Regions from separate parts of the Sus scrofa genome. Here region 2 is linked to region 1. Evidence: chromatin contacts called from public HiChIP or PLAC-seq data. All regions are on one chromosome and are shown on one strand. Each heading gives the region's core, a stretch centred on a gene start, on an enhancer-like site or on the middle of the called end of the contact. The rest is flanking DNA. Distances are from core to core; before and after follow the strand shown.

Region 1 (4,022 bases), core at 309-2,808:
ACTCCCTAGGTAATCTCATCTGACAACTCCCAAATGTATATCTCAAACCCAGTCTTTTTCCCAAGCCCTGGGTTTTATGTCCACTTATTTCTACTTGACATCTTCACCTGACTCTCCAATGGACATACAAATTCAACATGCACAAAACTGAAATCCACCTGACATCCACTCCACCTGTAGCCTTCCCCAACTCAGGTGATGGCAGCTCCATTCCCCCAGTTACTCAAGCCAAAAACTTTGAGGTCCTCAAAATATATTCAGAATCCGTCCACTTTTACACCCTCCACTGCTACCCCCAAGTTTTAACCTGGATTATTCCAGTATCCTCATAACAGGTCTTATTGCATCAAAGCTTGCTGCCATAATCTGTTCTCAACTCAGAAGCCATGGTGACCCTTTTTAAATGTTAAGTCCTTCCATATTACTCTTCCCCTCAAAACTTTGCAGTGGTTCCACATTTCACTGAGAGTAGAGCTCAAAGCATTGCAACAGCTTGGCAATGATTCTCACACCCACCTCTGCTTTGTTCTAAGACCTCATTCTTCACTCCTCCCTTTTTCCCTCCTTCCCACCCACACTGAACTTCTGCTCATCCCAGGTACCAGAAAGCCAGGCACAATCCCACTCTAGGGTGATCAGAGCTAGTTCCTCTGTAAGAAAGGCATTTTCCCAGATATCTGGTTGGACAGCTCCCTGACGTCCCTCAAGTTTTGATCAAATTGTACCTCTAACGAGGCCAGATCCTGCATTCCCCTGCTTTCATTTTTTTCCCATTGCCCTTACCAGCTTCTAACTCATCTTTATGAATTACTTCTCCTTTATGTTTATTGGTTCTTTCTATCTATGCTGCAGTGCAAACTTCTTGAAGACAAGGATCTTTGTTTTGCTCATTGGAGGATCTAGAACTGAAGGATCTCACCAAGCATCTAGAACATGCCTGTCTCTTAGGAACACTCAAAACATTATTTTAAAGGAATAGGTCATTTCATCCTGTACTTTGACTTGATAAACATAGAATATGAGAGAACCCATCAGTAGGATTGAGTCCACATATCATATACCATTTTTAATACTGATGTTCACCTAAGCACCCAACTTCAGTTTACTCCTCTTATCTCTTTGTGTTCTTGTTTACATAATTCCACACATGAACTCTAGAACCATTTTAAAATAAAAAGAAATTCAATCAGGTGGCATTTTCAGAAAGTGGTAGGGTTTGTCTGCCCTGATTAAATCTTAGATGCATAAAACAACCTAAATAAAGAACTGATTTGGGTCATGCCCTGCCACTGAGGAGTGCCACCTTGCTAAGAAGGTTGCCACATTGATTCCTCTGCTTCTAAAATCCATTGTGATTTTGATTTTCTAGAGGAAAGAGGAAGATGGGAGGCAGCATGAGAGAAACCAAATTTCTTAATATATGAACTGTGCATATTCCTACTAGAACTGTTCAACTGACTCCAAATCCAAAATTGGCAGCAGACGTCACTCATGGGGCTGAGTGAGTCATAGAATTTCAGCTGAGATAAGACATACCTTGACAGACATTCAAATAATGTGCTTGGGGTATTTCTGGACAATGACCATGATGTCAACAGTCAAGTTTTCAAAGGCACATGTGATAGGAGTATTAAAATATCTCTACTGACAGGATCGGATTTTTACGGCCTCCAGTGAAAGAGAATATACTCCATTAGAAAATAAACACCCTCTCTGCTTCATGTCACCAGAATCTAGGTCACTTTTGTGCTGAGATTTTTAATTCCTTTGCTGCCGATGTTCTTGGGACCTTAAGAAACATTTCCTCATGTCTAAGCTCGTGTGTTCTCAACTCTTCTAATTCAGGTGAATGATATCATCAGACCAGGGAAAGTGTAGGAAGATACCATGGTCTAAATTTTGGAACTTCAGTTCCAGTATAGCAGAAAAAAAGCATAACTATTCCTTAAGTGCATGCAGAAGTAGTGAACTCACTCACTAGACTGACCAGTCTTTAATTTGTATATTTCATGTCTTCCAAAATTATAGTCAGAACTATCTCAGCATTTTAAAAAAATTTTTATTATAGTTGATTTACAATGATCTGTCAATTTCTGCTGTACAGCAAAGTGACCCAGTTACACATATATCTCAACATTTTAATGAAAGTTAACATATAAGAAATATTTTTGTTCTGGAAGAATTCCAAGTGCAGGCCTAAATGATCTGTATTTGAGAAAGTATTGAGAAATTCCCACTGTGGTGCAGTGGGTTAAGAATCTGACTGCAGCACTTGGGTCACTGTAGAGGTGCGGGTTCAAACCCCTGCCAGGCACAGTGGGTTAAAGGATCTGGCGTTGCAGGCAGCTGCAGCTCACATTCAATCTCTGGCCCAGGAACTTCCATATACTGTGGGTATGACCATTAAAAAAAAAAAAATTGAGAGCATCTTTTACATTTCTCTCCTTTATAGTATATTGTATTTTTACAGAGTGGAGAAAAATTGGGCTTTTTAAATATATAACTTCTGAATTTGATTATTTTCCACAGATACAACACACTCAGGGGAAATTGGCACCAAGAAAAAGGTGAAAAGACTGTTAAGCTTTCAGAGATACTTCCATGCATCAAGGCTGCTTCGTGGAATTATCCCACAAGCCCCCCTCCACCTGCTGGATGAAGACTACCTTGGACAAGCAAGGGTGAGCTGGTTGCCCCTCTGTCACCTCGCACCCAGCCAAGGGTGCTGAGAGCACCTGGGTTCAAGTCCTCTTTCTACCACTGAGGAGCTCTGTGCCTCTGACTTCAACACATCTGGACTTTTCCCTTAAATATAAAGTGAAATTAATAGAAACACTCACCCCATAGAGGTAGTGCAGGAATTATATAAGGAAAAGCATGCTGATACACTTAACATGCTTACACACTTAAAACAGCACATGCTAGCTATTTTCATTTTTATACATGTGCACGATATATTTCTACACCACTAAGTGAAACAATATTTTGGACTGATCTATTTCCAATGAAGGAATAATTACATTTTTTTTAACACTTTGAATTACCTCACCATTGTAGCTACTCTGAAATTAACCCAGTAATTACCAACTCTTAATTTCACTTCAGACTATCAATATAGTGCATTGGGGGGTTTTTTATAATTTTTAATTCATCCAAATAATGTTTACTAATTTTACAATTACTGCTGCAATGTATTGATCCAACAGAGGGTAGAAATCTAAGGTGTGACAAGCTAAGAGAAGTTCACAGGTTATTTCTAGCCCAAACTCCCAAAGGAATTTAAATTTCAAGAATAAACTGCCTCAGTTTAAACAGAAGTCAAAGATAATATCTTATAGTTCACATGCTAAGGAATATTATGCATCTATGTACTATTAAGAAATACATTCCAGGAGTTCCCGTCGTGGTGCAGTGGTTAACGAATCAGACTAGGAACCATGAGGTTGCAGGTTCGGTCCCTGCCCTTGCTCAGTGGGTTAACGATCCGGCGTTGCCGTGAGCTGTGGTGTAGGTTGCAGACACGGCTCAGATCCCGCGTTGCTGTGGCTCTTGCGTAGGCCAGCGGCTACAGCTCCGATTTGACCCCTAGCCTGGGAACCTCCATGTGCCGCGGGAGCGGCCCAAAGAAATAGCAAAAAGACAAAAAAAAAAAAAAAAGAAATACATTCCAATGGCATATACTATTAAGAAATGAGCAGGAGTTCCCATTGTGGCTCTGTGGTTAGCGACTCCGACTAGGAGCCATGAGGTTGCAGGTTCAATCCCTGGCCTTGCTCAGTGGGTTAAGGATCTGCGTTGCCATGAGCTGTGGTGTAGGTCGCAGACGCGGCTCGGATCCTACATTACTGTGGCTGTGGTGTCAGCTGGCAGCTACAGCTTCGATTGGACCCCTAGCCTGGGAACCTCCATATGCCACGGGAGCAGCCCTAGAAAGGCAAAAAAAAAAAGAAAAAAGAAATTAGCAGTAAGCAGTGTCAGAAGAATTAATTCCCAACATGAGGTCTATGGAAAGAAATCAAATA
Region 2 (3,826 bases), core at 573-3,072, 530 kb before region 1:
TTTAGAGCAGCAGTGAGGAGCTGGAGGTGGGCCATTTGTTATGCTTCTAGCTTTAGGATGAATGCTATGAGTTCACTGCACAATGACTTGTCAAGCTCTCCTGGCCTAAAATTGTGACACATCATGATGGTCGGGTGTAAGTATGTTGTATTTCTTGCCCAGCACGTATTTGCTTAGAGGGATCTATTTCTTCATTCTCAGTCTATGAGCTTCAAGTAAGGTGGGTTCCTCAGAGCAGAGGTGGGCAAACTACTGCCCATGGGGTCAAGTCAAGCATGTTGCCTGTTTTATAAAAGCTTATGAGTTAAGAATCATTTGTACAAATGGTTGCAAAAAAAATCTAAAGAATAGCATCTCCTGATATATGAAAATTATATAAAGTTCTAATTTCAGGGTCCGTAAATAAAGTTTTATGGTAACACCACCATACTCATTCATATATGTAAGGCCACTTTTGTGCTACAAGGGCTAAGTAGTTATGATAGAAATCATATGACCTGCAAAGTGAAAAATATCTACTATCTAGCTCTTCATAGAAAAAGTTTGCTATCCCTTGCCTAAGACTGTCAGAGTATGATTGTGTTCCCATGATTGCAAGGCAAGTTTAGCACAAGACCCAGGATTAAAGATCTAGACCTTTGTGTGAGCAGTTGAGGAAGCCACTGCCTCAGGTGAGAACCTGAGGATGTCAAGACCCTTAAAGATGAAGTCCTAGACAGATTTGTCTGAAACCATTCCAGCTCTGGAATTTTCAGCTCTTGAAGTCAATACCTTATTTAAAATCTTAAATTAGCTAGAATTGGTTTTTGTTGCTTGTAGCCAAAGAAACTTAAGGGATAAAGTCATTTTGAAGAAATCCCGCTTTAGGTGTGGAGGGAACAGGATTAATTAGTTCCCAAGATCTTTGCCTTATGGTGAAAACAGCAGACACCTGGCAGAAGATGCAAAATCCATCCTAATAGCGCCCTCTAAGACCTGAATTTGTCCTGTTCTGGGAGAAATCCTAGAAGCTCAAGAGATGAAATTAGTGTCTAAGACTTTCACTTTTATTACATGTCTATGTCTTCCCTAGGTATAAATACCAGGGGTCTTCAGGACTTAGGATTTTTATATTCTCGTACTGGAATTACCCATATACTACATGCTTTATCTTGTATAGACGCTTCAATATCAAATATAAACTTACAGTCAAATAAGACTATAAATACATGTAATATTTTGATTTTAATATTTTTAGAAATTTAAATCTATTTTTTTTCTTATTAAATCCACACCCTGCCACTTAAGCTGCAAAGCATGTTTTTGCTTAGTAACCTAGGGAAAGGTTGTGACATGGTAGGAAACAAAATAAAGAAACCAAAGAGACCCACACCTTTAAAGTGATGGCACGCCTCTGGGTGTGGACAAATTATTTGCATGAAATACCACTTGTAAGGGTTGCTTTTTGCTTCTGAAGAAGGAAAGATTCTCCAGAGTATATACAGGAAAGAAAGGGAAAATTGAAAGAGAGAGGGTAATGGCAATACAAATGGATGGGCCTTAGACAGAGGGTTTCTGAACTGCTGGCGGCCTGGCGAGGGCATCTTTCTTAGGTTCTCTGACTGGACCCAGGAAGCTTTCTGCACCTTCTCTGGCCTCTACTATGTGGTGTGTGGGCTGCACTGCCATGCCTAGGTAGGCCTGGGTAGATCCAGGGGAAGCTGGCAGGGGTGTGTGGTGTGAGGGTGCTAGACGGGGAGATGAACTATAGCCCTCAGGCCTCCGTTTGTACTCCTCCTTCTCTCCCTCCATGGTACAGCCAGTCTGGCCGGCCCTGCTTTGACAGAAACCCAGAGAAGTGGCAAAATTCCCAGGTAGAGTTTTGAGAGAGAAGAGTTCTAAATTTATTGAATAGAATTTTCACGACCTTTTGCTCCTCCTGCAACATCAGAGTTTAACATGGAAATTAAATTGAGTCAAAGAAGACAATTTCTCGCAACCTGAGTTTATGGATGAAGATTGATGACCTTCTAGGTCAGATATATTTGTCTGTTAGTTTGGAAAATCAAGAGCTGACTTCACTTCTCAGTCATTCCAAGTACGACAGTGACATTTTGGCTGCACACCAGCAGCCAACAGCATGCAAGTGTTAGCACAGGTTATTTGTATTTCATGTTTCTAGATTTTGCTTCATTGCAACATTGCTGTTCATTTTGAAAAACTTTTTTATTCATTTGATTATGAGGTCTATTCTTGATTGAGAAAGGGTGAATCACAGGTTTCATTAGGAAGCTCTTAAGAGAGATTTTCATTTTCTTTACCATGGAACCAATGAGATAGTAGAACAAGAATACATTAATCTGTATAATTGTTTCCCTCCTCTAATACATAGCAGGTTTTGTGGAAATATTAACACAACAGCTGTGCTGAATAATTCTTCTTCAACCAAACAAAGGACAATGTGATTAATCTATTGTATTTCTAAAATCTCCTGTTTTTCTCATCCTTCACTCAGGGAAAAAAGGGAGGTGAGAAAACAGAAAGTGAGCTATGGTGAAAGCTTTTCACTGGCAAAGTAACAGGAGGCCCTCGATGTTACTTCTGGCCCAAAGGAAAGTAGGTGTCTTATGGGTCAGTGGTTCTCAATCAGGGGCTGTTTTGCCCACGAGGGTATTTGACAAGTTCTGGAGACATTTCTGGCCGTCATTTCTGGTGGGGTGGAGAAACGAGGAAGGGGTGCTATTGGAATCTAGTGTGAGCAGGCCAGAGATGCTGCTAAATATCCTACAATGCAAAGGAGGGTCCCACCCCAACAGAGAATTCTCTATCCCCAAATATCAACAGTAGTGGCAAGGTTGAGAAACCCTGCTCTTGAGGTAATCAGGAAAGGAGATAAGATTTAAACAAGTTAGTGGGATGGCAGGGTTTTTTCAGAATGAGAGGAGGCACATGGACATCTTTGAAAAACAAGGAAAGAAGAGGAAAGTATTTGAAGAGTTAGATAATTCTTTTATATTTGAGGCAAATTTTAAAGGGAGATTCTGTCTGAATGTGTGTATTCTTACCAACTTTTTAAGGAAAGAATAAAATTCCTTGAAATCAGTATTATGGTTGTTAAAATCACAAAAAGAAGACCATGATTATGTTTCACAATTTGGCGTGCTCATCCCATATGATAATTTATTTTTATGCTGAGTGGAAATAATGTGTAAACAAAACTATGGAAGTGGGAGAGCAGGGGATATTGTCACCTGGCTAGATTGTATAGACCAGTGAATTACAGGGGAAAAGGTATCCTGAGCATGTGGGAAAGGTCTTCAATGGCAATAATGGGGTTTGAGTTCACTCAGCAGAAGTGGGGTGAGAAGCAGGAAGGGGATGTATTAGGGTTCTCCAGAGAAACAGAAACACTAGGATATGTGGTTTATCTACATGTTTAGATATATATGCATAGAGAGAGAGACAGAGGGATTTTAAGGAATTGGGTCATATGCTTTGGAGGGCTGGAAAATCCTAAATCTCTAGAGCAAGTTGGGAAGCTGGAGATTCAGGTAAGAATTAATGCTTTGGTCTTGAGTCCAAAGTCTTGAAATTTACACAGAATTTCTGCATTTGGAGGCAGAATTTCTTCTGAGGGCTGTGAGAGACAATCTGTTCCAAGCTTCCCACCCAGCTCCTGGTGTTTTGTTGGCAATCTTTGGCTTGTAGAAGCATCTCTGTGAGCTCTTTCTTCATCTTCACACGATGTTCTCCCTGTGTGTGTCTGTGTCCAAATTTCCCCTTTGTCATAAAGACACCTGTCATATTGGATTAGGTCCCACCCTAATGACCGCATATGAACTTCACT

Evidence for each region. HiChIP or PLAC-seq counts read pairs in DNA pulled down with a chosen protein or histone mark.
Region 2: a contact with region 1 is called in an H3K27ac HiChIP or PLAC-seq map of skeletal muscle, with 10 times the contacts expected there. The contact joins two enhancer-like sites. A contact is called at or near these places in 2 of 47 Hi-C or Micro-C datasets (both in skeletal muscle) and 1 of 2 datasets of contacts at active chromatin or transcription factors (skeletal muscle).

What each region holds. Positions count from the first base shown.
Region 1 is chr1:28,006,832-28,010,853 of Sscrofa11.1, reverse strand. It overlaps PDE7B (cAMP-specific 3',5'-cyclic phosphodiesterase 7B), which reads left to right. Exons shown (of 14, transcript XM_021087561.1): 5 at 2,530-2,681. Among named protein-coding and RNA genes, the nearest start is that of MTFR2, 100 kb to the right of the region's middle. Within about 2 kb of position 1,558, at least 3 of the 83 cell types and tissues checked have an H3K27ac peak or open chromatin away from gene starts, as enhancers often do. A contact at or near this core is called in skeletal muscle, where this site is marked.
Region 2 is chr1:28,532,712-28,536,537 of Sscrofa11.1, reverse strand. No RefSeq gene overlaps it. Among named protein-coding and RNA genes, the nearest start is that of AHI1, 32 kb to the left of the region's middle. Within about 2 kb of position 1,822, at least 4 of the 83 cell types and tissues checked have an H3K27ac peak or open chromatin away from gene starts, as enhancers often do. A contact at or near this core is called in skeletal muscle, where this site is marked.